5 separate regions of the Mus musculus genome follow, and regions 1, 2, 3 and 4 are each linked to region 5. The links are chromatin contacts, called in public ChIA-PET, HiChIP or PLAC-seq and promoter capture Hi-C maps. All regions are on one chromosome and are shown on one strand. The core of a region is the stretch at or near the end of the contact, and the rest is flanking DNA. Distances in the headings are between cores, read along the strand shown. Region 1 holds the start of Txndc15 (thioredoxin domain containing 15). Region 2 holds the start of Fgfr4 (fibroblast growth factor receptor 4). Region 3 holds the start of Uimc1 (ubiquitin interaction motif containing 1). Region 4 holds the start of Hk3 (hexokinase 3). Region 5 holds the start of Grk6 (G protein-coupled receptor kinase 6).

What was found. Promoter capture Hi-C pulls out the DNA fragments that hold promoters and counts their contacts. ChIA-PET counts read pairs in DNA pulled down with a chosen protein or histone mark. HiChIP or PLAC-seq counts read pairs in DNA pulled down with a chosen protein or histone mark.
Region 1: an H3K4me3 HiChIP or PLAC-seq map of embryonic stem cells shows a contact between it and region 5, with 15 read pairs. The contact joins the promoter of Txndc15 here to the promoter of Grk6 in region 5. A contact is called at or near these places in 7 of 39 promoter capture datasets (the HPC-7 cell line, cranial neural crest, embryonic stem cells and 4 more), 2 of 115 datasets of contacts at active chromatin or transcription factors (both in embryonic stem cells) and 2 of 9 other capture datasets (liver and pancreatic islet).
Region 2: a contact with region 5 is called in a FOXA1 HiChIP or PLAC-seq map of pancreatic cancer cells. The contact joins the promoter of Fgfr4 here to the promoter of Grk6 in region 5. A contact is called at or near these places in 1 of 39 promoter capture datasets (neural stem cells), 1 of 115 datasets of contacts at active chromatin or transcription factors (pancreatic cancer cells) and 1 of 9 other capture datasets (liver).
Region 3: a contact with region 5 is called in a promoter capture Hi-C map of erythroid cells, with 2.2 times the contacts expected there. The contact joins the promoter of Uimc1 here to the promoter of Grk6 in region 5. A contact is called at or near these places in 7 of 39 promoter capture datasets (the C10 cell line, erythroid cells, fetal liver and 3 more), 2 of 484 Hi-C or Micro-C datasets (the G1E-ER4 cell line and cardiomyocytes), 2 of 115 datasets of contacts at active chromatin or transcription factors (memory CD8 T cells and pancreatic cancer cells) and 1 of 9 other capture datasets (liver).
Region 4: an RNA polymerase II ChIA-PET map of memory CD8 T cells shows a contact between it and region 5, with 6 read pairs. The contact joins the promoter of Hk3 here to the promoter of Grk6 in region 5. A contact is called at or near these places in 1 of 39 promoter capture datasets (embryonic stem cells) and 1 of 115 datasets of contacts at active chromatin or transcription factors (memory CD8 T cells).

The regions. Positions count from the first base shown.
Region 1 is chr13:55,710,729-55,716,914 of GRCm38.p6, forward strand. It overlaps Txndc15 (thioredoxin domain containing 15), which reads left to right and starts at 3,922. Exons shown (of 5, transcript NM_175150.3): 1 at 3,922-4,116. The coding sequence starts at 4,050.
Region 2 is chr13:55,150,062-55,155,012 of GRCm38.p6, forward strand. Fgfr4 (fibroblast growth factor receptor 4) reads left to right here and starts at 2,757. Exons shown (of 18, transcript NM_008011.2): 1 at 2,757-2,866.
Region 3 is chr13:55,095,944-55,101,709 of GRCm38.p6, forward strand. It overlaps Uimc1 (ubiquitin interaction motif containing 1), which reads right to left and starts at 4,357. Exons shown (of 15, transcript NM_011307.3): 1 at 4,254-4,357.
Region 4 is chr13:55,018,306-55,024,004 of GRCm38.p6, forward strand. It overlaps Hk3 (hexokinase 3), which reads right to left and starts at 3,080. Exons shown (of 19, transcript NM_001033245.4): 1 at 2,841-3,080; 2 at 1,023-1,142. The coding sequence starts at 1,118.
Region 5 is chr13:55,443,664-55,449,329 of GRCm38.p6, forward strand. Grk6 (G protein-coupled receptor kinase 6) reads left to right here and starts at 1,668. Exons shown (of 16, transcript NM_001112711.2): 1 at 1,668-1,897; 2 at 5,645-5,666. The coding sequence starts at 1,846.

The DNA of each region.
Region 1 (6,186 bases), core at 2,672-5,171, 270 kb after region 5:
CTGAACATTAAGTTTTGTTTCCTAGTGTGTCAAATTGGAGTAAATATCTTCCTTAGAGACAAAGTCGTCTTATGTAACCCTAGTGCTGGCCAGCCTGGAACTCACCGTGTAGTCTTGTATGGTAAACATCTTGGGTAAATTATAAATTACTGAAGGACCTCATTGGGATCTTTGTTGTAACTGTGAGGGCAACATCAAGAGGCTCACAGCTGCCTGTGACTCCAGTTCCAGGGGAATCTTATGCCCTTTGGCCTCCACAGTCAACTGCATACATCTAGTACAGGTAAATTTACAAAGGCACACATAGATACACATAAGCAAAAGTAGAACCTGAAACGAATACATTGAGTCAGTATTATAAAAACAGCACAAAGATGATAAAATTACTGAATATATTCCCCAACATTTATTAAACAAATTCAGGATATATTTAAATATCTTTCATTGCAAAATGAAATGACTTGGTTATAAAACAGAAGGTAAGCTGGGCAGTGGTGGTGCACACCTTTAATCCCAGCACTTGGGTGGCAGAGGCAGGTGGATTTCTGAGTTCAAGGCCAGCCTGGACTACAGAGTGAGTTCCAGGACAGCCAGGGCTACACAGAGAAACCTTGTCTCAAAACAAACAAACAAACAAACAAACAAACAAACAACCCCAAACCAAACAAACCAAAAACCAAAAAAACTAACAACAACAACTACAAAACCAGAAGGTAGTCACTTCACATTTCTGCACCCACGCTGTTTCTCTTTCTGCTGGGTATGGTGGTCACACTCACAGTCATAGCACTTGGGAAGCCAAGGCAGGAGATCAAGAATTCAAAGCCTGCTGGCTACACACAGAGAAATTGTCTTTAAAAAGCAAACAAAGGGGCTGGCGAGATGGCTCAGCAGGTAAGAGCACCTGACTGCTCTTCAGAAGGTCCTGAGTTCAAATCCCAGCAACCATCCGTAACGAGATCTGACTCCCTCTTCTGGTGTGTCTGAAGGCAGCTACAGTGTACTTACATATAATAAATAAATAAATCTTAAAAAAAAAAAGCAAACAAGGGCTTTCAGAGCATGTACTACTACTATTACTGCAGCTGTCCTATGTTGCAGGAAATATTAAAAATTAACACGCCAACTCTCCGTGCTCCTTCTCTCAATCCCCCAACTCCCCGGCTGGGCTGGACCATGCTCCTGTGCTCCAGCCACCAGCAACTCTCTCCAGCTACCCCCCCCCTCCTGCAACATCTGGCTGAACCATTAGTTCCCTTCCCACTATCGGTGGTCCCACATTCCAGTAACCAAGTAAGGCAAAACTCTTGAAGCTTATAATTAACCAGTCAGATTTGTGTATCAGTAAATCCTTAATTTATAAGAAGCCAATACAATAATTTAGAACCAATTGATAATGATAAAAGCTTTATCCCAGTTATTCTGATCTTATGATATCATAACTACCTGTGGCTGGGTAAAGCCATGGCTGGTTTATGTCCTCCATTCTCCTCCCTCTTTCCTCCCCCAGACTCTGTGTCTCTGCAACTCTTAGTGCTGCCTCCCTTTTCCTTGTCCAACCACAGGCCTTCTGCTGCCCTAATGTGATTAGGCAGGGAAAAATCCTGCAACAGTCCTGGGTTCCGTTCCTGGCACCCACAGCAAGTAGCTCACAGCTGCCTATGGCTTCAGTTTTAGAAGATCCAGTGTCATCTGGCTTCCCTCAGGCATCTACATGCCTGTGGTGCATTTAAGTACATGCAAACCCACATAAATCCATTTAAAAAATAAACCTGAAAACACCGTAACTAGAAACAAATCCTATGAATCATGCATTTGCGAAGAGCTTAGCGAGATGCCCCTTGTTTCTCAAGAGAGCTGGCACAGGCTGGTAGTGACAGGGAGCCTTACTCTTTATTTTATTATTATTATTATTATTATTATTATTATTATTATTATTATTATTTGGTTTTTCGAGACAGGGTTTCTCTGTGTAGCCCTGGCTGTCCCAGAGCTCACTTTGTAGACCAGGCCGAACTCAGAAATCTGCCTGCCTCTGCCTCTGCCTCCCAAGTGCTGGGATTAAAGGCGTGCGCCACCACCGCCCAGTTACTCTTTATTTTTGAGACAATTTCACTATCTCTCCCTAGATGGTCTGGACCCTGTATATAGACCAGGTTGGGCCTGTAACCCTGAGATCCTCCTGCCTCTGCCTCCAGAGTGCTGAGATTAAGATTTATTTACTTTTTTAAAAAAAGACTTACTTATTATATGTAAGTAGACATCTTTAGACACTCCAGAAGAGGGCACCAGATCTCATTACAGATGGTTGTGAGCCACCATGTGGTTGCTGGGGTTTGAACTCGGCCTTCGGAAGAGCAGTTAGTGTTCCTAACCGCTGAGCCATCTCTCCAGCCCACTAGCTTGCTCTTTATGGTTTGCTCAGCCTGTTTTCTTATAGAACCCAGAATCAACATGCCTGGGTGGCCCCACCTACAATGGGCTGACCCTCCCACATCAGTCACTAATTAGGAAAATGCTCTGTAGGTTTCCTACAGCCCCACCATATGGAGGCATTTTCTCAGTTGAGGTTCCCTCCTCAGATGACCGTAATTTCCCATTTTGTCAAGATTGTAGTAAAAATTAAACTTTTATTAAAATTTTTTATTTAAATAAAAATTATTTACATTTTATGTTTCTGGGTGCTTTGCTTGCTTGTATATATGTGTGCACAGTATGGTACTGATGGAGGCAGTACTGGATCCTAGGAGCTGGAGGTGAAGAAGGCTGTGAGCTGCCATGTGGGTGCTGGAGATCAAACCCTGGTCCTGTGTTCTTAATGAGTGAGTCACTCCTCCAGGCTCAGGCTCTGAGCTTTAAATGCCAGACACTTACAGGACTTAAGTACTCAGGTTAGAGGCACATGCTTTGGAGTTTGAGTGACAGTGGACTAGTACCCAGCTACTAAGTTACTAAGTATTACAGCGTCTTGACTCAGATTGCCAAGACCTTTGGTTCATAACCCTTGGCCTTCTTCGAGAGCAGTATGTACTCTTAATCTCAAAGTTATCTTCCCCTCTCCCCTCCCCCTTTCTGCTCTCATCTCTTCAACTCCCTTCCCCTCCACTCTTTTCTCCTTCCTTTTCCCACCTCTCATTTTTGAGACAAGGTCTCATTCTGAAGCCCAGGCCAGTTCTGGAATTCATGATGTAGCCCAGACTGGCTTGGAACCCACAGTAATTCTCCTGCCAGAAGAGGGCATCAGATCTCATTATGGATGGTTGTGAGCCACCATGTGGTTGCTGGGATTTGAATTCAGGACCTCTTGAAGAGCAGTCATTGCTCTTAACTGCTGAGCCATCTCTCCAGCCCCCCTAAGTGTCATTATCTTAGGAGTCCCAGTGTTAAAACCAACCAACCAATTTGCCAGAAGTAGCAAATTATAGGATAGACAGTTACATACACACATACAGCAGTTATGCGAAGTTCAAATTTTTTTTTTTTTTTTAAAACTTCAGTCTTCGGACCTTCGGAAGAGCAGTCGGGTGCTCTTACCCACTGAGCCATCTCACCAGCCCGCGAAGTTCAAATTTAACTGGATCTATCCTCTGTCTGGCAACACAAGCTAGTGCAACATGCTGAAGTAATACATCAGACTATCTGTGATTTCCCAAGGTTCTGTCCCTCCTCCATTGTGCACAAGTTTCTTGGCCTTTTTGTCTCTTGAAATGAAAGGTATTAACTCCGCACACAGGTTCAGTACGTGTCGCAAGCAGCGAGGAGTTCTCATGGGAATGGCTATTGATGGCTGCTCGAATCCTACTTTGATACTTGTTCCCCAAAAGCGGCTTCCAGTACAGGTCGCACAGGCCTGGCTAGAGGCCGACCGCCCGACTCCAAGATGGCGTCTGCAGCGTCGGCCAGGAGTCAAGATGGCGGCCCGCGGCCACGCCTGCGCTCTGGGCTCTCCTCCCCGTAGTCTCCCTGGGGCGGGGGGTGCGACTCCGGTTGCCGGTGCGCCGATTTTCTTCCACCGCGGTGGCTGTCGCCGCGGCTCCCTGTCGCGCGCCATGCAACTCCTCTGCTGGTGGCAAGTCCTGCTGTGGGTGCTGGGCCTTCCGGCCCACGGCCTGGAGGGTGAGTGCGGATCGGGGTCCGGCGAAGGCGGCTGCGTGGGGCGACGCGCTGCCACCCGCGGGCGGTGCGGGACGGTGCGTGGCGGTGGGGGTGCTGGGCGGCGGAGGCCGAGCCTGCCCAGGCCCCTCGGCGGGCCTGGCCCGATACCCTCTGCGATGCGCACTTTATGATCAGCCGTCAAACGCAGACACCTGACTTTTGTTGTGTCCTGATTAGAATCCCAGAGCTCAGATCTCCTCCAGTCCTTCCAGCCGCCGCGGGAGACTGCTTCCGTTAATACCTTCATTTCACAGGCTGGAGACGAGGAGGCTCGGAGGGAATAAGCTATTTGCCTGTTCGCACTTAGTAGTAATATCAGAGCCTGAGGTCTCTCCGACTTCAAAGTTCACGCTGGAGTTCGCTCTTGCTGGGCCACTGTTTGAAAGTGGCCACTCTAGATTAGTTGGGATCTGTCTGAAGAAAACACCAAAAACCAACATCAGATTCCTGGGGCCCGTGTTTATGTGGGGACCCCTTTAAGTGGGTAAAGGAGCCACTCTGTGCTAGAGTGGGGAGCAGAGAGAGGCCTTCTTAGTTCATGGCTCTTTTATCCACTCCTATTAAAAGACCATTTCTTTCTTTCTTTTCTTTTGGATTCATTTATTTATTTTTAGTTGATTAGTTAGTATTTTTTTGAGACAATGTTTCTCTCTGGAACCTGGCTGTCCTAGAAATTACTCTGTAGGCCAGAGATCAAGAGATCTGCTTGTCTCTGCCTCCCGAGTGCTGGGATTAAATTCCACCACTGCCTGATTTACATCAAACATTTTTTGTTGCTATTGTCCTTTGTTTTGAGACAGCTCAGACCGACCCCCCCTCCCCCCAATCCTCCTGCCTGCCTAGGGCTGTTTCCATTTAGGGATGCCCAACCTGGAACTGAGACTCAGGACCTAAATCCTCTTTCAATATTATGCAGCCATAGATGAGGGCCTGAGATGGAAGCCAGTGTCTGTCAGATCTCACAGCCAAAAATTGAAATTTTCAATCTATTTAATCACTAGCCTTTAAAATGAAGATGTAAGTGGGGCAGTGGTGGTGCACACCTTTAATCCCAGCATTTGGGAGGCAGAGGCAGTCGGATTTCTGAGTTCGAGGCCAGCCTGGTCTACAAAGTGAGTTCCAGGACAGCCGGGGCTGTACAGAGAAACCCTGTCTCGAAAAACCAAAAAAAAAAAAAAAAAAAAAAAAAAGATGATATATGGAATAGTTGGCTCTCTAGACTTCTTTCTCAAAAAGAAGGCACTGGAACAAGCAGAGAATGGGGTCAGAGTGTTGTAATAAGTCTCGGCACCCTCCATCAGTGTTTATTACAGGCCTGTGGTGTTCCTGACCAGAAAGCAGCAAGGCTGGGAAACTGCTCCCTTTGGCCTGTGCTAGCTGTCTGAAGGTTCTAGACGGGTTCAGCAGCTGCCACCAGATGTGGTGGCACAGGCCTGTGATCTTACCCCAGCGTAGGTGGAGGCAGAAGGCTGGGGAGTTCAAAGCCTGTAGCAGACAAAAGAAACAGAACAATATTAGGTTTTTAGTTTCTCTACATTCAGTGCATACATTAATAGTTCCTCACTAAATACTCAGATTTCCCAGAGTTAGTAGTCATTGTGAACTCCTTGCAAAATGCACTATTCCTTCACACATTCGTACAGACCCTGAAGATACCACAGACTGACTAGGGTATTGGTCACGTGGTTAGGCTATAGCCTGGGCATAAAGGAACCTTCACAGCTGGTTCCTCCTCAGAGTGGCTGAAAATACAAGGCTTCCCCCTCCCTCACACCCCCAGCTACTATTGAGGGACTAGCATCTGGTTTTAGGGGTGCTGCCCAGGGACCTAGGAATGAGAGTGAACAACTGCCCTTGAGTTCCAAGATCCTGTAGTCATCTTTACTAGGGAGTCTGTCAGTGGATTGCTATTTTGTTACTTTCTTGGGGGCATGTGTCACAATGTAGCTCATTCTAGTTTGAAGTCACAGAAATCCCCCTACCACAGGTTCCCTGTAACTGGGATTTTAGGAGTGATCTACCACGCTCAGT
Region 2 (4,951 bases), core at 1,507-4,006, 290 kb before region 5:
AACACAGGAAGCTGAGTGACCTAGAAGTGAACCAGGTCCCACAGAACGGGGCACAGTCACATAATAAACCTTCAATAAAATACTTGCCAGTCAATTTACTGACTGACTGACTGACTGACTGACTGACTGAAAGATCCTGTGAGAGTGTGAAACCGTTCAGTCAAGAGATTTAGAGAGTATATGTTTGGAACGGGGGTGGGGGGGTGACAGTCTGAGGGCCTTGGGAACCTTGGAAGACAGTGGGGTTACAGGAAGTTCTTAGTTAATTAGCAAGGGCTCAGGATACACCTCAGGATTGGAATGAAATCTGTGTTGTAGGGTCTAGCTCCTGTTGTCAGCTCATCAAGGACCCCAAGAACTGAATTTAATAAGTGGAGTCCGTGGAGGACCGGGAGAAGAGAGGTCCTGGCATTCTGAGGTGAGCTCTCTGCAAAGCAGGTCCTCCAGCTAGACACCTCCTTCCTCCTGGACACTTTTGAGGGGCTAGACTGTTGACTGGTGGATCACGTGGATCATGCTAGACTTTTTTTTTCTCTCCCCGGACCCTGAGTGTATACATGCACGCATGTGTGTGTGTGTGTGTGTGCATGCATGTGTTTGGCACCCATATGGTGACTCACAACCATCCATAACTCTAGTTCCAGTGGATCCAAGATCTTCGGGTTTCCAAACCATCACTGCATGCAGTACGTGCACACAGCCATACGTGCACACAGAATAATGAAATTAAAGTGTAAATAAGGTTAAAAGTCAAGATATGAATAGAGGAAGGGAGAATTGGTTTAGAGCATGCTGTTTCTTCCAAGAGTCCACACTGATGGTTCATGGTAACACACGCAAGCACACTCATGCACACAATAGATTTTTTTTTTTTTTTTTTGGTTTTTCGACAGGGTTTCTCTGTATAGCCCTGGCTGTCCTGGAACTCACTTTGTAAACCAGGCTGGCCTCGAACTCAGAAATCTGCCTGACTCTGCCTCCCGAGTGCTGGGATTAAAGGCGTGTGCCACCATGCCCCACTGATTTTTTTTTTTTTTTTGAAGGAAAGGAAGCTGCTGCTTCCCAGGCAGGCTCTCATCCCTGAGTGATAGCTAGGAGCTCTGCAGATGGCCTGAGTTGAGCTTTTTTTTTTTCCAAAACGCTTCATAGAGGCAAACATCTTGGGACTTCAGGTGAAATTTGGCCTGGCTGACTTCATAGCTAAGCTACAGTCCATTCGATTGACAGAAGTGCTGGTAGATGAGATACACCTGAGCCAGGTGGGGGTGGAGCTCTCTGGAGGCACCTGCTGTGTGCCAGGCACTTGAGATACAAAAGTGAAGTCCACTGACTCAGTTCCTGGCTTCCGGGAGCTTAGTGGTCGGTCCCCAGCTGATTACATGAATAACAACTATGCAGTTACAGCCTGCCAAGTGCGAAGAAGAAAGAATGGCTGTTAGTGCTCACAGGTCAGATATGAACATGTGAATTCTCCTTCCAGCAAGTCTCTTCAGCAGCCTACTATCATTTACTGATTTGCTGAGGAGCAAACAAAGACAGAGACAAGGCTGATAGACAGTACTGAGATTCAGGGCTCATTCTTTTCTCCATCCTAACAAAGGGGACTTGGCAAATCCCCAGGGATGTCCTGGGGCCTTGAACGGAGACCAAAGTGCCAGACCAATAGAGAGCAGGTTAGACTAGGAACAGGGGATGGGTGAGCAAAGACCCAGGGATAGGATGGGGAGCAACACAGGAGGAGGAGGTCTGTACATGTGGACCAGACCACCATGTCATCACAACACTATCTATGTAAAAACCAGAGGAAGTATTCTTTTAAAGCATTATTTATTTTATGTATGTGAGTCCACTGTAGCTGCTCTCAGACACAGCAGAAGAAGGCATCGGATCCCATTACAGATGGTTGTGAGCCACCATGTGGTTGCTGGGAATTGAACTCAGGACCTCTGGAAGAGCAGTCAGGGCGGGGCAGTGGTGGCACACGCCTTTAATCCCAGCACTTGGGAAGCAGAGGCAGGCAAACTTCTGAGTTTAAGGCCAGCCTGGTCTACAAAGTGAGTTCCAGGACAGCCAGGGCTATACAGAGAAACCCTGTCTTGAAAAAACAAAAACAAAAACAAAAACCCCAAACAAACAAAAAGAAACAACAAAAAAACTTTTTAGAGTGAAAATTTAAACTTTTAAAAATAAAAGCACAACTTTTTACAAATTAAAGTTTAAAGTTTTTTCCTCTCTCTCTTTCTCTCTCTCTCTCTCTCCCTCCCTCCCCCCCCCCTCTTTTCCGAGACTGTGTTTCTCTGTATAGCTCTGGCTGTTCTAGAACTCACTCTGTAGACCAGGCTGGCCTCGAACTCAGAAACCCACCTGCCTCTGCCTCCCCAGTGCGCCGCCGCCACCCCGACCGACCGAGATATATTTTAAATATCCTCTGAAGGTCGCTCAGGCCAAGGAGAGGTCAGGTCTCTCTGATGTTCTGTGATTTCACGGAAAACCAGAGAGCCTGGTGAGTGCCAAATTGAGGAAGAGCAAAGGATAGAGCAAGGTAGCAAGTTAGACCTTGCAGGTTGGACGTGGGGCCCCGGAACGACTGAGACTGGGCGATCCAGTCCCAACGGGGAGCTCCCGCACTAGGGTACCGGGCTGACATTTGCCGGGTCTCGGACCACGCCTCTCAGATCAGAAGTGGTCCAGGAGGGGCGGAGTCCGAGGTGGGCGGGGCAGGAGGGGGCAGCCCCCCGCCACGCTGCAGTTGCAGGGACATTCCTGGCTCTTCGGCCCGGGGCGGAGGAGCTCCGGGCGGGTGAGTGTGCCAGCCCTGCCGGGATCGTGACCCGCGCGCGCGGGAGCCGGGCGGCGGAGGAGCCAGGTGAGCCGGGCCCCTGCGCCGGGAGCGGAGCCCTCTAGCTCTGGGCCAGTTGGGCCACACACCGTACTCCCGGCCGCCGTGGGGACAGCGGCCGTGGAGCTCCCGAGCTGCCCCCTCTGTCCCGGGGACCTTGGCGCCCGCGCGGCGGGAGTGGTTGGGTGGAGGGGGCGGTAAATCAGTAACCCGCAGCGCACACAGGGCCTTTTGTCCCCCTCCGTTCAAAGAGCACCCTGGTCACCGCTCTGGTTACTTATTGCCCACCGGGGCGGGGGCGATGGGCCAGCTGTCTATGCAACTCCGCACGGGGACCGCTGACGTGCACCTCCCTCCAAGAGCGACGGGGTGGGGGCATTAAAGTAAGAGCACTGTCGCCCCTGGCAAAAAAAAAAAAAGTAATGCTCGCAGTCGCTTGCACAGAGTACCTCATCGCGTGAGTGCAGGAGGGTGAACAACTTAGCGCTCTCTGATGACAGTCCCAAGTGCTAGCGATCCTAAGGGGCCAGCCTTGGTGACCAGACTAAGAATTCTGTGGTTGTGAGTTCAGGGTAACCTGTGAGTGGGAATAAAACCTCCCCGGACCTGTCCGCCCCAACCCAAGCTGGAGATGAAGCATGGCCCTCTCTGCTTTGCAGGGTGTGGTAGGAGTCTTTTGCAGATGGGCCGAGCAAACTAGGGGGTAGGGGACAGATCAAGGTTTTAAGGCAATAGAGGAACACGGAGGTACAGGCAAGGGAGCAAACATGTCGGCGTTTAGAATTTACTGAAGGGACAGACTGTGGGAGTTACAAGGTTGACACTGGCATTTAAAATGAAGCGTAGAAAAGCTGGGCCCAGCACATGGGCCTTGATGGGTAGTACTAGCCAGGCTGAGGCAGGAGCCTCACCATTTGTAGACCTGCTTGGTTTGCAGAGTGAGTTTCAATGCCAGTCTTCCTGGTCAACTTTAGTGAGAACTTGTCTCAAAATAATAGAAAAAGAAACAGGAGGGTCCTGCAGTTAACCCTTAGGGGCTTGTAATCTGGGTGACAGGGAGAAAAAACAAAATCAAAACAAAAAAACTAGTGGGCAGTGAAGAACCAAGGTTTGCCAAGATACCAAGCGAGAAATGACCATGACCTAGTCTCTGTGGGGCAGGGGAGCTGAGAGACATTGAGGTCAGTAGACTGATTAGGCCTGAGTCTTCCTCAGCAGTGGGCTGAGAAAAACCCTCGGCAGGGTTCCCAGTTTGGTAAAGTATGGAATGCATCTTCTAAGAATCATGCTGTTTTCTTCAACTGTCACTCACTAACATTGGCCTGATACGGAGATTAGCATGGCCCCTGTGCAAAGATGGCGCGCACACTCACAAGAGCAGGGCCCCAAAGAAAAAGAACACTGATCCAAAGATGCTGGTGACACCTGGCTGTTATCCAGGACTAGGTAACAGCCTGTGCGTCCCTGGGACTCCACTGGTTCCCTGGTCAAGTTAAGGCTTAGGTCTGAGTCTTCCTTTTGTGAAACAGATGCTCCACTACAGCATGTGGACAAGTCTGTGTATCAGACTTAAACTCCATATCAGAAGCAGAGACTGAGTCATGTCAGACAAACGGTGCCGGTGCACACTCAGTATGGGGACTGGGAGAATGTCTCACCGATGCCCTGTGTGTGCCATCCCTCCATATATGGTCCCTTTTTGTCCCTGAAGCAACCCTATGATGATAACAATTCAGAAAGGGACAAAGGTAGGTAGGTCTTGGCAGGAATCAGGATTTGAATTTGTCGCTACCAGACATGTAAAACCTGTGCCAATTACAGAGCCAGCTAGACAGGAAGCTCAATGGCAGAGGCTTTGCTTAGCATGCAAGGAGGTCCTGGGTTCAACCCACAACTCTGAAAAACAATAAACAAAGCCAAACAAGCTCCTACGCTGTCTAAGATGAAGCTGTGAGGGAACAAACCACCAGAAGTGTCCTCAGGATGCTTGTCCGGCTCGGAACGAGGAAGAATGTCCTTGATTTGGACTGCGCCTCGTGACAGCACACACCGCTGGAAGCGTCCCAAACTGGGCATGGAAGTGTTGGTGACGCTAACGAGTGAGGTCCCGTT
Region 3 (5,766 bases), core at 3,107-5,606, 350 kb before region 5:
GGTTCCTTTTGTCAGTCTGGAGGTTGCTCAGAAAATTGGACATAATACTACTGGAAGATCCAGCAATACCTTTCCTGGGTATATACCCAGAAGAAGTTCCAACTGGTAATAAGAACACATGCTCCTCTATGTTCATAGAAGCCTTATTTATAATAGCCAGAATCTGGAAAGAACCCAGATGTCCCTCAACAGAAGAATGGATACAGAAAATGTGGTACATTTACACAATGGAGTATACTCAGCTATTAAAAACAATGGATTTATGAAATTCTTGGACAAATGTATCTGGAGGATATCATCCTTAGTGAGGTAACCCAATCACAAAAGAAGTCATTAGATATGCACTCACTGATAAGTGAATATTAGCCCAGAAACATAGAACACCCAAGATACAATTTGCAAAACACAAGAAAATCAAGAAGAGGGAAGCAATGGGTGGACACTTCATTCCTCCTTAGAATAGGGAACAAAATACCCATGAAAGGAGTTACAGAGACAAAGTTTGGAGCTAAGACGAAAGGATGGACTATCCAGAGACTATCCCACCCAGGGATCCATCCCATAATCAGCTACTAAACCCAGACACTATTGCATATGCCAGAAAGATTTTGCTGAAGGGACCCTGTTATAGCTTTCTCATATGAGGCTATGCCAGTGCCTGGCAAATATGGAAGTGGATGCTCACAGTCATCTATAAGATGGAACACAGGGCCCCCAATAGAGAAGCTAGAGAAAGCACCCAAGGAGCTAAAGGGGTCTGCAACCCTATAGGTGGAACAACAATATGAACTAACCAGTACCCCCAGAGCTCATATCTCTAGCTGCATATGTAGCAGAAGATGGCCTAGTCGGCCATCACAGGAAAGAGAGGTCCCTTGGTATTGCAAACTTTATATGCCCCAGTACAGGGGAACATCAGGGCCAAGAAGCAGGAGTGGGTGGGTAGGGGAGTGGGACAGAGGGAGGGTATAGGGAACTTTCGGGATAGCATTTGAAATGTATATAAAGAAAATATCTAATAATAAATAAATAAAAATTAATAAAATAGTAAAAAAAATGGTTCCTTTTACTATATGTAATGATACCTTAAAAACAATTTTAAGCAGTAATATGTGTTTCATCAGTGACTATTCCAAGTCATTCTAAGAAATCTGAAAAGCATGTCGTTTTTATGAGGAAACAAGTTCAGGAAAGTTACTAACCAAACAAGTAAAACACTGCCATTTTTACCTGCTAATCCAAAAACCTAACTCCAATATCTCTGCACAGCTCTAGCTGGCCTAGAACTCACTATGTAGAACCCACTGGCCTTGAACTCACAGAGCCTGCCTCTGCCTTCCAAGAGTGGTGATTAAAGGTATGCACAACCATGCCTGACTCCATTACCTTTATAGCACCTCTAACAAGAATCTCTACTTAACACATGGTATACGCACAGAAATATTTACTGAATGAATCAGTAGCATAAAGTAGATATTTAAATTATTAAATGTTTTATTAAAACGACTGGGGTATAGCTCAGTAGTAGAGCATGTTATTATCATGTACAAGGCTTTGGTTTCCATCCTTAGCAGCTACATGAATAAATAAGTAAGTAAGCTACAGAAGGACAAGACACAGGAGGATATGACCTGAAGGCAGATATGGGGTAGGGGTAATAAAACACGGTGAAGGGCTAGAGATGGAGCTCAGTAGCTAGCCACCCTGCATGTGCAAGGTTCTAGGTTTGATTCAGCACCACCACAACATCAAAAACAAAGAAGTAACCTTTAAAGCTAGACGAGCATATGACATCAAAGTAGGAATTAGCATAGGAGAAACCTGGAGAAGTTAATTAGGACCCTAGGAAAAATACCCCTAGGAAAATACCCTATATGAAGTGGCTTCTAACTTACACATTTCCTATTCCTGTTGTATTACTAAAAAACAGTATGCCAATAGCAGCTATATCTTCAATACAAGTAATTTTTCTAAAATCTGTAATTTATGATACTTATAGTTGACATCTTCTTTAACTTTATTTTTTATTATTATTAATTTTTAAAATTTATTTATTGTATGTAAGTACACTGTAGCTGTCTTCAGACACACCAGAAGAGGGCGCCAGATCTCACTGCGGATGGTTGTGAGCTACCCTGTGGTTGCTGGGATTTGAACTCAGGACCTCCAGAAGATTAGTCAATGCTCTTAACTGCTGAGCAATCTCTCCAGCCCATTTTTTTTGTTTTGTTTTGTTTTTCGAGACAGGGTTTCTCTGTATAGCCCAGGCTGTCCTGGAACTCACTTTGTAGACCAGCTGGCCTCGAACTCAGAAATCCACCTGCCTCTGCCTCCCAAAGGTGTGCGCCACCACTGCCCAGCTTTTTAATATTTTTAAGTGTGTCTGTGTATACATGTACACAGGAGTGCAGGTTCTAACAATTTTTTAAATTATTTTTTATTTTAAAATTTAAAATAAAATTTATCTTTATTTTATTAAAAAAACATAGCCAGCTGGACAGTGGTGACACATGCCTTTAATCCCAGCACTTGGGAGGCAGAGGCAGGCGGATTTCTGAGTTTGAGGCCAGCCTAGTCTACAGAGTGAGTTCCAGGACAGCCAGGGCTACACAGAGAAACCCTGTCTCGAAAAACCAGTAATAATAGTAGTAGTAGTAGTAGTAGTAGTAATAATAATAATAATAATAATAATAACAATAATAGAGCCTTGAATTCCACCACTTGGGAGGCAGAAGCAGGAGGATCCCTGTAAGTTTGAGCCAGCATGGTCTACATAGCAATTTTCAGGCCAGGCAGAACTATATAGTGAGACTTTGTCTCAAAAACATAAAATAAAACTTATAAATGCACAAGGCTCTTGGAGTTGATCTCCAGCACAAAAGAAGAAGTGAGAAAGCTTGATAGAATAAACTCCTTTATCAATTGATTACAATTAAAAGTGATTTGTTTCTGTAACTGAGTAAAGTAAATGCATACCTATAAAATCTCTCTCTCTCTCTCTCTCTCTCTCTCTCTCTCTCTCTCTCTCTCTCTCTCTTACACACACACATACATACACATATAGCAACAGAATTCAGGGGAGATTATTCAGTGGGTAAATTCCAGCAGGTGGATAGTGAGTAGGGGGATCCCCGAGGAAGCCAGCCAGACATACCAACCAACTCCAAGAGACCCTGCCCCAATTAAGATGGAGAGACATTTAAGAAGATTCCCACTAACATCGGTGTAGTGGTGGAGGGTGGTGTGTGTGTGTGCCCGTGTGTGTGTTCACACCCAGTGTGCCCACAAGTGTGCAAAAATAAAAGATTTCAAACGCACCCGGAGCAATAAGTTATCACTGCCTGAATCAATAGACAAACTTGTAGGTTTCTCACACCCAATACTGAGGTTGTTTCTCTCAAGAACCCTAACGCGCCCTAACACATTAGGAACTTTAGTAAAAAAGGAGTTGGCAAGTGGCTATGCCGGGAAATGACACTCATGCGTCTGGCTCCACAAGTAGACTTTCTTTGACTGTGCTACAAACCCAACAACACCCTAACCATTGGGCTCACTTTTTCCGCAGCGTTGCCCGTACATCATATGATGACTACATGCAAGAAGCCTGGAGCGAAGTGGTCCAGATTCACACCCAACTCCATCTCTGAGAGGACCAACGCTCTGGTCTCACAGGTTTCTGACACACCGCCTGTCATCAGCCACGAGAGAAACGCACTAGGCTCGACTGGCTACGTTAAGTGGTAAATGATAGATTTCCAGGGGAAAATATTTCTCGGGAGACTGAGGCAGGAGGTTGGCGAGTTCTATAGAAGCCATCTTGGGTACCCTGTGAGTTCAAAGCCAACCAGAGCTACACAGAGAGACCCGGGTGGTAGCGGTGTCTCGGGCGGCCGAAGAACTAATGAAGCCAACTACCACAAGACAAGCAAAGTAACGTGGGGCAGGCAGCGGGCCTAGGCGGTCCTCGGACGGTCCGTTAGCCGGGCGGGCGACCAGGCTACCAGGAAGCTCGGATAGCAAGAGAGGGCGCTCCGGACGACGACCGCCGCCCGCAGAGGGAGGGGAACCCCGGGGGGCGCGAGCGCCCGGGCTGCCCGGCAGCTGCGAGAGCGACCCGGCCGGCATCGGCTTCCGCCCGGCCGAGAGGCCTAGTCGCTGCGAGGCGCGCCTCGGGAGCAGCGGCAGCCGCCCGGCAGACAGCGAGAAGCAGGCGGCCCCGACGGCCGCGGAGTGCAGAGGCGACGCGTACTCACCGCGGATCTGGCAGCGCCGCCCAGCGCCTCCTGAACGCTGGGGGTCGCGAGCGGCCGCAACTCTTTAGAAAGAGGAGAGCCCGCGCGGCGGCGCGAGGCGGCAGGGGCGGGGAGGGGCGGGGCGAGGGGCGGGGCGCGCAGGCGCGGAGCCCTGTGGGCCGCTGTATGCTCACACAGTTCCTGGGTCCCTGAGTGCTGTTAAGAGAGGGGTTTAGGGGAAACCAAAGAAAGCCAATAGGGTCCCTAGACACCCTTCGAAATAAGCTCTGCTGCATCAAGCTTCCTCTGGTTAATTTATTTGCATGAATCCAAAATTACGTTCAAATTAAATGTTCACATGACTAGTTAGAAACTCTCAGATGGTATAATGTTAATTAATGTCTGATCGTCTTAGCGGAATTTAAGCATCCTAAAACACAAAAATACTGAATCTTGCTCTCTGCTAAGGAGAGATTACAAGAGTGGAGGGCGGGTATGATTGTAGGGGGAGATGAGTGGGATGGAGTGCATGATGTGAAATCCACAAAGAACCAATAAAAAGTAAAAAAAAAAAAAAAAACTAAAATAATAATAATAATACTGAAATTTCTACAACATATATTTCCTTGAAATATATGCTCCAGAAAGTCCATTTCCTTGAGGAGGAAAAAAAAAAAAAGGCAACAGCAGAAATGTCAAAGGTGAATAAAATATGAAATATTCCTACAATAAAATTTAACAAATAAAACTCAAGGTTTGATAGCGCCTAAAAAAATCTTACTAAGCTGGGCGTGGTGGCGCACGCCTTTAATCTCAGCACTCAGGAGGCAGAGGCAGGCAGATTTCTGAGTTCGAGGCCAGCCTGGTCTACAAAGTGAGTTCCAGGACAGCCAGGGCTATACAGAGAAACCCTGTCTCAAAAAAAAACAAAAAAACAAAAAACAAAACAAAACAAACAAACAAAAAAATCTTACTGAAGGGGCTGGAGAGATGGCTCAGTGGTTAAGAGTACTGACTGCTCTTCCAGAGATCCTGAGTTCAGTTCCCAGCAACCACATGGTAACCATCTGTAATGAGATCTGATGCCCTCTTCTGAAGACAGCTACAGTGTACTCATATACATAAAAATAAATCTTAAAAAAAAATCTTACTGAAGCCAGGACTTTTATCTCAGAACTCAGAAGGCATTGGTAGGTCCGTTTCCCCACCTCTCCCAAAAAGGGGATGGTGGTGGTGACGGTGGTGGGTAGTCTCACTGAAATTATAGCAAGCCAACAAATGTGAACACTCTCATATGCTTTTCATAAGCTTACAAAAAGTAGTTCATAGTTTGTGGGAAACAGTACTCCTAAAAGCATAGGTTAATGGACCAGATGATAGATGGATACATCGTGGTAATGATAAAGCAATGGGAGGAGGAGACAAATAGAAAGTGGAATAAACAGGACCTCAGCTAGGGGTCAAAAACCAGGACTAACGACACATGCCACAACTTTGACTCTGGCCCGAGCTGCCCAAGTAATAAGCCAAGCGG
Region 4 (5,699 bases), core at 1,830-4,329, 420 kb before region 5:
ACAAGGAAATGGAGAACCAAGAGTTATGAAATGGTTTACATAAGCATCTTCTGCTCCAGGATGTGGTAGGTAAAGACTTCTAAATCTTAGTCAAGATGAAGGGGGAGGCTGCTGATGTAGTGGAGTGGCAAACACTTGACTGGCATTCAGTCCTCAAACCACTAAAAGAACACACACAAACAGAGAGAGAGAGAGAGAGAGAGAGAGGCACTTCTAGGGAAACTCAGCTATTAAGCCTGTGCTGGGTAGGACCCCTGAGACCTGAGAACAATTCAGCACGGCAGTTATCTCTGGTGCCTGACTGCAGTGACCATGTGAGGACACTGTCCCAGAGAGACCGGAGAAATAGGAGAGAAAGGGACTCAAGGACATAGCTCCCGGCCTATAATGTACACGTGTGTGTGCCGGTGTGTGTGTAGATGTACTAGTGCACACGAATGTGCGTGTGTGAATATAATGTTAACATTTAGAAGGCAGGCAACAAAATGGTAGCATTAGATGACAAGGGAGGGTGGAATGCAACCAGAACACATAAATTGTGAAATGGGTTATAAAGCTCATTTCTGAACGTTTCAGTTCTATCGTCGTCTCTTCCTCCCCCCCCCCTTCCGTTTTGTGGTGGATAAGTCTGTAAAAGTGTAATTGATAGTGAAAGTATAAGCTTATTTTATTTTTGAAGAAAATGGAGAGGGTCCATTCTCGATACATCAGCCCTTGTAGGGCTGGTCCAGCATCTGTGTGGCAAGCTGACAAGAGAGGCACATTTACAGGTGACAATCTTCAGTGCAAACTCTTACATCTGAAACTCAGGTCACTTTACACCTCTAAGCCCTGCCCCCAAACCAATCCACACCTTGCAGTTTTTTGGAGTCTCAAAGAGAAGAGACATCACAATGGAGATTAATAGCTTAGAAGACTGGAAAGAGGCCACAAGGGTGTGAGCCCAGCAACCCACATCTCTACTCATTCTATCCTGGATAGCCTTAAACAAACACAGAATTGGTACCCAGTGCTCTGCTTACCAGTTCTAAGCTACCTGAGGGCCTTGGCACGCCCTCGTGTGGGCAGACTGAGGCTCTTTCTCCAGGATGCAGGCCAGAAGGCCCAATGGTGGCCATGTTTCCACAATGGGTATTGACTACCTATAGGAGAGAAGGGTTAACTGGATTCAAGACTGGTTAGTCTACAGGCTCCAAGAGGCAATAACTCAAACTCACAACTTCTTTCCTTCCAGAAGGAACGAAGAATGGAGTTGTAAACAGAACCAAAAACTTCTGACCAGTAAAGAATCCTTAGCAATCCACCAGGAGGCAGGTGTTTTTGAGAAGTGTGTGTGACGATGTTTCCCCTCCCGCCCAGTCCTAAGCCTCTGGAGACCCTCTGCTCCTGCATTCTTTCTTTCCTTGGCCCCTGCAGACAGTCTATCATGACCCAGTCTTCCTGGGTCTTCATCAGTAAGTAACTCTTCTCCTCTGCCTTTAAATACATAGGACGGTTTCCAAGCCTCCAAGGACAACTTTCTGCCTTCCTCTACACTCAGTCCATTTCACCATTAAAACTCGTGTGTCGGAGCTTCCAAGTCAGGCACTGACCTAATCCAAATGCCAATCCTAGCAGTCTGTTAGATCACACCATGGCAGTGTAGCGGTCCCTTGAACACAACAAAGGCAGATTCCTTTCTCCACTAGCCTTCCACAAATCTGCCCTCAACTTGGCCAGAAGCATCAAGAGTTTTGCTTAGAAGGGAACAGTCACTTAGCCCCTAGCTGGGGCTCTGAGAAAGAACTTTAATGCCTGTCCTCTCTTTCTTGTCCCCACAACTACTGACTATTCCAGGAGTCTCCTGATATTTCTGCTTCCGCAGGTTGAATCTAGCCCGGCTCACGCTGTCATGGCTCCTCCCACAGATGGAGCCAAACTCTGTGGTACTACTGCAGGATCCTCATTTGCCCTCACCCCAAGCTTCCTCTTGCTACTCCTTGAGCTTCTGAACTCCACACATGCTGACTCCCTGTCATCTGCTTTTTAGTTTTCACTTAAGTTGGTCCCCATTTCTGAAGGGCTAGCCTCATAACCTTGTGATGTCTGAGTCACCTCTGCACTTCAATTCCGGGACAGGGTTGGGCAAATTTAGACCTGGTGCTCGTGCCTGTAAACATAGCACTTGGTTGACTGAGGCAGGAGTATCAGGAGTTTGAGGACAACCTGGGCCACATAGTGAGACCCTGTCTCAAAAGGAGGCAGTAGATTTGGTAAAGCAAGAAATTTGTTTCTGACAACTCTCCCCTAAATTATATGTGTGTGTGTGTGTGTGTGTGTGTGTGTGTGTGTGTGTATCACCACTTAGTTTCCAATCTGTCAGAAGAGAACATACATTCCAGTAGTCTGTTAAAGGATAAAATAAGGTAACTGACGCAACTATCTTCGTTCAAGGCCCAGCTAACACAATCATTCACATACTTACCTGCTCGCACACTCAACATTTACTCCGCACGTGCCAGACGATGAGGTTTCCTGCAAGGAACCCTAGGATTTAAACTCTAGGTTCATACATTTGGACCTCTCTCTTCTTCCAGTGAGGGGCATGTCTCCATTCCACTGTCACCAGAAACAAGTCGAAAGTCTACACATGTTTGAATTAAGAGCTTCTTGACTTTTCTCATCTGAATCAGACATGGTTCCAAAGTGCTGCTTTTGAATGGTATTCTAGAGACCGGTCCTGAGGCTGGGCACCACCGTCACCAGTGAGAACTCATAGCACAGTCTTGCTAACCTCCATTAGCCATAGGATAAGCCGAGGGCTTGAGACGAGGCCTGCAGGAATTAGAGGAAGTGCTTACCTGGGAGATTCAGAAGTTGATCACCTTCCTCGGGGGCTCAGCTCTTCTCCCAAATATGACCACAGTGATACTGGACTAAACTCAAAAGTGAAAACTCTGGGTCAGCTCCCCAAGCTCCACCTTCCTCTGTAGCCACTTAACCGAAATCTGCTAATTCAGGAAAGGGCACTTCCCTACAAATCTGCTCTCAACGGAGCCCAGAATGGGCAGGGCCATGGTACAAACAAGCCAGATGACCACAGGAAGTTGAAGGCCCAACGAGGTTAAGAACTCCAAAATATTCTCTCAGCAGCGCTAGGAGCGCTGTTCGTGTTATACACAAAGTTTTCAAGTGCCAAGTTCCTTGGAAAGAAGCGGAGACCAGCCTAGAAATTTGTGGTTGAACTAGGCAACGTGTCAAAATGTAGTAAGCAGAACTGTGTAAGAAGCAATGTAGGAGCCTAAGAGGAAGGGCCATCATGACTGCAGGAGAGTGGGCAGGGCAAGTTGGTGAAGTCCTTTCACAAAGAAGAGAGCATGTATGCAGTCAAGAGTCGTGCGTGCGTGTGTGTGTGTGTGTGTGTGTGTGTGATAGAATCAGGTATAGCTCTCAGGACCTAATGAGAATGCCCGTAGTTGAGATACATGGCGGAAGAAGTAACTGCCAGGCCGAGAAGTCTAAAGAGTCCGTAAGGCAAGATGGGGCAAGAGGTTTGCCTGGGGGTCTTCTCTTGTGGAAGATAGAGTTCTTAAGCTTCTGTGGAGCTACTCTACTGGCCACTACACTGCTTTTCCACTTAACTGTTTTCCTGAAATACAGTCTTGGGGAACTAAGCATGTGTGTGTGTGTGTGTGTGTGTGTGTGTGTGTGTGTGTGTGTGTTCAGCTACCCCCAATATATCAACTAAAGAAATGAATAATAATGAAAAGCAGTGTGTGTTTGGAAGAGGGACAGATAAAGGGGTCCAGTGACCTCCAGGACTCTCTGCAGGGTACTTAGAAGAGCTTTATGCTCAAACAGTGAAGGAGTGGGGCAGAGTCAAGAGATACACATAAGTTAGCAGTATTGATCCAGGTGTGCTTCCACCCCCTCACTCTCAGCTCTTATCCTGCAAGGTAGTCTGACAAGCTCTTCTGTCATCCAAAGGAGGCCAGTCTGGATACCACACTTGTCATTTGAGAGGAAAGTGCTATCCTGCGAGACTTTGCTGGTCCCAGAATACAAAATGACTGAGGTTTAGGACGTGACCTAACTTTGTGCCTTCAGCCTTGAAGGAAGAGATGGGTCAGAGAGACAGGCACTCCCTGAGTAATTAGCATGTCCATGCAGAGCAAGCTGTAGTCAGACACAATGCCTAACAAAAGCAGCTTCTAAGTGCCTGTTAGAACTCAGGCAAATTGGTGGGCACAAGACTGCTATTTAGCAGTCATGCTATTATTCAGTTAGTGAAGGCCTCCACAGGACACAGGCGAGCAGAGGTGGCTCCTGTAGCAGCTTTGATGTGATCTGACCTATAAACACGGCAAATACAGCCCTACCTGCAGTTTCCTGGATACCAAGCAGACATACAAGCTTTGAGAGACAGAGAAGTCAAGAATGATGTAGGGGAAGGCAAACTGACCGTGCTCTACAACACAGCACCATGCTTAGTCTGAGGCTCCAGTGCCTTAACTCCATTTAGTCGGGGGAGATTATGGAACTGAAAGCGAAAGCCAAGCTATGATTCACGACAGCGGCAGACTCTAGTCAGCATGAGGGTATGCTCCTGGAAGTTATTTCATGACTCTTTGTCCGTGATTCTCAAAGTCCCGTTTTCATTTCACCAGGAAGTGGGTTGTCCTGGCTGTAGTTGTCACAGTGCCAGAGAGCTTCTAAGTCAAGGCCAGGGTTTGACGTCTGTGAACATTTTGGTCCAGTCCTGTCTGTAACAGAGGCACAGCACTTGCCAGCGAAGGTCAAGAGGACACAGGATGGCTACTAACCAACAAAGGAGAGTCAAACCCTGACAAGGCTCCCTCAACACCTCCTAGTGCAGCCTGCAGCCACCCAGAAGGAATGTAGAATGGGGAGAGCCAAACAGCAAAACCAGGATATCACCGCTGGGCTGGAAGGCCAGGTCCTCCCTGCTATGCTCCTCTCAGCCTACAATGCCCATAGCCAGCTTCCCGATCATCTTCCATACTCTTTATGCTTTGGATAGGCCTCATGGCTCTCACAGGCACTGCCCTGCTTCCATTGAGTCTCTGTTCCTATTGATGTGTCTACAATGACCTACTGATATCCCTGGCCTCTCCATCCCTTTTGTCCATTCCCCTTTCATCTAAGTTCAGTTAGCAACAGTGGGACTCCCATATCCCAACCCTGACCCCCACAACAAGTAGGCCCCGCTCTGATCCCAGCTGGGAACCAGTCTACTGTATTTATTAAAATCACCTGTGTTTACCTTACCTACCCAACTGTGGGCTCTCATGTTTCTTCCACCTTACGAGACTTGGTAGCAGGTTCTGGATTCTAATATGGAGTAAGTCTCAGTTAACTTTTACTAAATGGAAGAGCTCTCCCTCAAGCTCAACAGCTCCCAGACTATTGAAACAGCAAGAAAGCAGCCTGCTTCTGGTGCACAGGCTCTCAGGACTCTTCCAGAGTCTCGACAATGTCTCACCTTCCCAATGGCAACCACCAACTTTCCATCAATTCACAACCTCCCTTCTCCTCTCTCCAACTCCCATGGGCTAAACTCAATCTAAGGCCTCACAGGCAAGTAGCCCAACCCAAACTCAAATTTCCAAAGTCATCAACATGGTATCAGACCCAAGTTCAAACTCAACCCATTTTCCCAACTGGTTTATGGAAGCTTTCCATTTTTCTGAGTCTAAAGT
Region 5 (5,666 bases), core at 418-2,917:
AGGCTTGCCCCCTGGCGCCTTTACCACCTGAGCCTTCTTGCCAGCTACAGGATCCTCGAGGATGCTGAAAGTGTTCTTTATCCAGGTTCTTTCCATCCTCCATGAGGTCAAGCCTTCACAGGTGCACATTCTCACTAGCCCTCAGGTCTCACCTGGACACAACGGTCTTCACTTGGTGCTTAATCATCCACTAGTCTGAACTATCATTGGTAAATATGTCACCCTTCCAGGAGTTTCACATTTCACAAAACAAACCCTTCTCTGTAAACCACAACACCTTCCATGGTCTAGCTGACACCCTTTTGTCACCATGGTTTGCTTTTGGCTCACCTCAGAACACAGGACTCTGGAAACATTTATGCTTTAGTCCTCGCCAAACTTAACTTTAGGCGTGGTGCCGCTTCTTGATTTGCTCAAAAGTCATAGCCTGTGACCACTCTGGTCCTTTAATGACATGGGGCGGGGGGGGGGGGGGCATGCGAGGCACCACAAAGCGTCCTCTCTAGTTCTTTGTTTTAGTAGCATTCATTCTAAAACCACCCATTAATGTGCTCACTTACAGGACAGCTACCACCTTTCTTCCCGCCTAGCACGTAAGCACTGAGAGTTTGGTTTTCTTGCTGTTACCACTATATCCGGCACCTGGCTGGGTGCCTGGGAAAAAAAAGCAGTGGCAGTATATATATATTTTTTTTCAAAAATGAATGAATATGGATCAAAAACATGTAGTTGAATCCGGTTGTTCCTTAATTCCCGAGTTTGGGCAAGCCTCCGTTTCCTGCTGTGCGAAAAGGGGTGGTGATGAGGAAGTGGGGGATTGAACTACACTGTGTTGATGAGATGCAAAATTCGGACCTGTCCCCCCACTCCCGGTCTCCGCGTGCAGCCAGCCACTCAACATCCAGCGCCTCAGGTCCCCACCTGTACAATGGGTGTGAACTCATCCTCAACGACTTGGGGTGGTTGCGCTGCCTTATAAGGCAGCAGAGGCCGAAGGCGCCGGACGGGTGGGAGGGGAGAAATCACAACATCCGGCTGCGGGGGCGGGGTACGGGGGTGCGGGGTGCGGCTGAATTGGAGGCAAGCGCTGCTGGGAAGGCAATAGCTTCCTTCGGTCCTCTGCTAGCTTTGGAAGCGCGCCCTTCTGAAGCAGCTGACCTAAGGGACGACGGCAGGACACCCATTCTAACCAAGCTACCTGATAGCCGGCAGGAGACACAGCGTGTCCCCAACAAAACCCTAGAAATCCCGTCGGCGCACCAGACACACAGCCACGCCCCCATCCTTTCACCCAATCAGATCGCAAAGCTGGATGGTCGACACGTCTTTAATCCAATCAGATGTTGGGTCTTCTGGGCGTGGTTCCCGAGAGGCCCCACCTCCGATTTCTCGGCAGAGGCTCGGCCCTAATTGGCAGCTCGGCATCCTACGAAGGCCTAGAAATTCGAACCTAGGGGCCGAATCCCGTCCGCAGTCCAACCAGAAATCGGCGACGCAACGGGGCCCTCCCCCTCTCCGCAGGGAGCGAGTTCCCGGCTCCGTGGGCGGGGCAAGAGAAAGAGGCTGACCAATAGTAGTCCGGCGCGGGGAGCGTCCGCTCGCCCATTGACTGAGCCAAGTAAACAGAGGGCGGGGCGGGGCGGGCGCCGGTGGACCGGGAGGGGCGCAGAGTACGCGGCGGGCGGCGGCGGCCCGGAGGCCGGTGGGGCCCGGAGGCCGCGGCGCGGTCAGTCGAGCCGAGCCGAGCCGAGCCGAGCCGAGCCGCGCCGATCGCCATCGGCTCCGGCTCTCGTGGGCGGTCCCGGCCGGCGGCGCGGCCTGGCGGGCCGGGCGGCGCTGCAGCCCATGGAGCTCGAGAACATCGTAGCGAACACGGTGCTACTCAAGGCCCGGGAAGGTGAGGCCAGGCAGGCGGGCGGCCAGGCCTGGGCGCGGGGATCGCGGGCGCGCGACCTCCGAGCTCCATGAGGCGTCCGGGCCCCAGTTATCCTCGTGCCCTGGAGTCTGCACCCGGACTCTTAAGCGCAGACATGAGCCCTTCCGGCCCTCCGCTTCTGCCCCCGGAACCCGGGGCCCAGGAGGGGCGGGGGTCGCGCCATGGGCCTCAAGTCGGGTTTGGGGGTGATGAAGAAGAAAGGGAAGGAAGGGAAAAGGTGGAACATGAGCCCCAGAGGAATGCGTGTGAGGCCTCTTCTACGTGAGAGGCAGGAAGGTGCCCCACGTGCCCCAGGCCCAGATGCCCTGAACGGCACAAAGTTGGTAATCGGTAAAGATTAGAGAATGAATGAGCCGAGCCTTTGTATAGACAACCCAACCGACAGGGGGAAACTTCTGGACACACACATTACATGCAGAACCACCACTCACCTGGAGCTTCTGGGCACTAAAAACGGGTGCATGGGTAACGTTTTTGGCATTTAGCAAGCCTTTGACCTACTAGGGCAGATGCACCGGGGAAATAAATGAGAGACGAGCATAACGGGCTATAAGGACTGTAGGGCTAAAAGCCAGTCTGGTCGACTTAGTGTGTGCGCGCACATGGATATGGTGCGGAGTTGCTCTTCCTTGGTTTCACTCCAGATGTTATTTGGCTCTATGGGTCCTAGATGACTAGAGCCAGACAAACGACATAGAGTGACATAATCATTAGATACCTGTAGTGCCCTACTCTGTCCAGGGTGCTGGTGGGCAAACACCAACAAGATTTTTCTTTTTGGAACTCCAGGGAGGGACACAGTGACAGCTTTCCACTTTCTGCTGGGTTTCCATGATGAAGGAACCTTCAGCTTCGCTGTTCTATATCAGTTTACAGGTGTGAAACTGAAGCTCAGATCAGAGATTGTAATTGACCTAGGGTCAGGCAGATACCCAGTAGAGTCTATAGGTAGCTCAGACAAGTCCCCAGTGTGCCGCAGTCCCTGATGTCCTCTGCCTACTTGGTGCATGTCACACCCAGAGAGGTGTTACCTGGAAATGGGATGGGCAGGTTGGATCCCTAGTGCCCAAGGGAGGCAATCTTATCTCCTGTCCCTTATCAAGCTCAGGGGCTGGGCCTTCCTCTCAGCCTCTGGGGGCATCTGCTGATTCTGTTCTGCCTCGTCATGCAGCCAGCCAGGGAGGAGGGATAAGGAGAGCCAAGGCCAGGCTTCACTTCCTAGGGCTAGCCAATTTGGGGCTCAGCTCTGCTGAGGGTATTGCCTTGTTGGGCGAGATCCTGTGGGCACCTTTGCATAGGTGAGCCGGCATTACTGGATCTTGGCCCAGGATATCATGGCCAAAATGAGGACTAGTGCCTCCTCTAGAGGTCCTGTGTCCTGGACTTGCTGTGACAGCACTGTACACACCTGCATGGCCTTTAACCTGCTTTCTGTCCCTCAACATTATCGTTTCCTTATTTTACATGTAAATTTTAAGGAAAGCCTCATTGCCCCGAAATCTTCTATACCTAGGGACTGCTTGTGTGAGAATCAGTGCACAAAACAGCTAGCAGCTTGAGGCCAGCTTTCCAAGTGACCAGAGACCCTCACAGCAGTTGGGAAACCTGTGGTATATGCATACAGTTGGCTTTATTTTGTAGGTTCTGTTTTTGAGATGGTCTCACTATATGTATAGTTTTGGCTTACTTAGACCTTGCTATGTAGATCAGGCTGGCCTTGAACTCAGAGATCTACCTTTGCCTCCCAGGTGCTGGGATACAGCTCAGTTGGCTTTTAATAGACGCTAGTCTTGTAAGGAACTTGGATTTGAGAGCTGGGCTTGAATTCTCTTCTACTGTTACCCTCAGCCTCAGAATCCACTGCCCAGAGCCTAACTTGTATGTCATCTGGCACTAGGTGGGATGATCTTTGGGGTGCGTACCCTCACTTGGATTTCTTCCTTTCCCCAGTGCCAGAGGCCTACAGGAGGAGGGCAGAGTAGGGTGGAGAGGAGCCCCACAGATCGGCAGCTGGTTCTAGGACAGGATATTTGCATGTGACTTTTTGCTCTTGTCTTGATACAGCTGGGAGGATGGGGAGGAGGAAGTGGGGGGGGGGGTGAGGCAAGAAAATGTAGGGCTGGGTGGGGAACCTGGGGTGGAGGGAGAGTGGGAGGGAGCTCCCTCTGGGGAGGCTTGCCCATGGTTAAGGAGTTGGAGGTTTCTTGCTCACTTGCAGTGAGGCAATGGCTGTGGGGCACATGGGGTACAGGCTGTAGCTGGGCCACCAGAGAGGGTTTCTCAAGGGGACGCTGTAGCACTTCCTCTTTCCTCGTGGAGCCCAATTAGGGACCCAGCTGTGACCTCTTCCCAGAAGGCAGCTCCTCCCCCTCCATCACTTGCACTGGATCAGATAGAGGCAGTGCTGGGGAAACTGAGGCCTGGCTACGGAACTTGGTTGCCCTAGGTTGTCAGTAAATTGGAGCTAGGTCTTACTTCTCTATATAGTCCTAATGGGAGCTGGACACAGTTGCTCCCACTCATCCTACTGTGCAGTGATGACCGGAAGTGTACCCTGGAGATTCAGGTCCAGGAGGCTGCACGGCCCAGGTTCCTCCCGTCATTCTGATGTCCCCATGTGCTGTCCCAAAGACACTTGTGGGTCCCATTCTGACGTGCTCTGTTTGTCTGCAATGTGGGTTTTTTTGTTCACTTGGTTCTTTGAGACTGTGCCTAGTTTTCAAATTTCTAGTCTAGTTTGCCTGTCTCTCACTACTTCCGCAGGTGGGGGTGGGAACTCCTGAAGCACACATTTAGCCTACCTGTCAGACTCTGAAGGCATCCCAGCCAGCTCAGCCAAATAAAATAAGGAAGGCATCAGTGGGGTGGGGGTGGGGGGATGATGGAGCATCCTCCTGCCACCCCCTTGCTGAGGGCAGGGGATAGTTCTGGTGCGGTGATTGGTGTTACAGGGGTGAGGGGTTGTTCAGATTGCCTCTGGCATCTCACATGTGTCCCATATGACACAGGATCTCTGGCTGGCGTGCCTTGGCTTGTTATGTGATACCCTCCACTGTGGTACCTTTGTCTACTTTCTTGATTGATTGTTTAAAGACCATGGTCTCACTATGTAGCCTTGGCTGTTCTAGAACTGACTTGTAGACCAGGCTGGCCCCAAACTCAGAGATCCACCTGTGTTTTGAATGGCAAGTGCTACCATGCCCAGCTTCTTGTCTTGTCTACTTCTTTTTGTTTTTCTTCTTTTTTTTTTTTTTTCCAAAACATAATTCCTCTGTGTAGCCCTGGCTGTCCTGGAAGTTGCTCTGCCAACCAGGCTGACCTTGAACTCAGATTTACCTGTGTCTGCCTCCCACGTGCTGGGATTAAAGGTGTGCCCCACCACTGCCCAGCTCCTATTCTCCTAACCTGTAGACTTCCCACTGTGTTAGGAGTGAATGAGGCGGAACTTCTTGATGAGATGTCCTCATTGGTCATTTTGGTTCTCATCCAGGGAACTCTTACCATGGGTGCCCACAAGGGCCATGTGTGTCCTGGAACTTGTTAAGGGCATGCTGGAATGTTTGGAAGAAGCCTCAAGGTTCCTCCCGCAGCAGGTTTGGCCTTACTTAACAGGGCCCTGAAGGCCTCTCTGTACAACATGTTTAGGGGAAGGTTCCGAGGCAGGCGGCTCAGGACTCAATGGGACCCAGTTCCTGATTGCTCTTGCAGGTGGTGGCGGGAATCGCAAAGG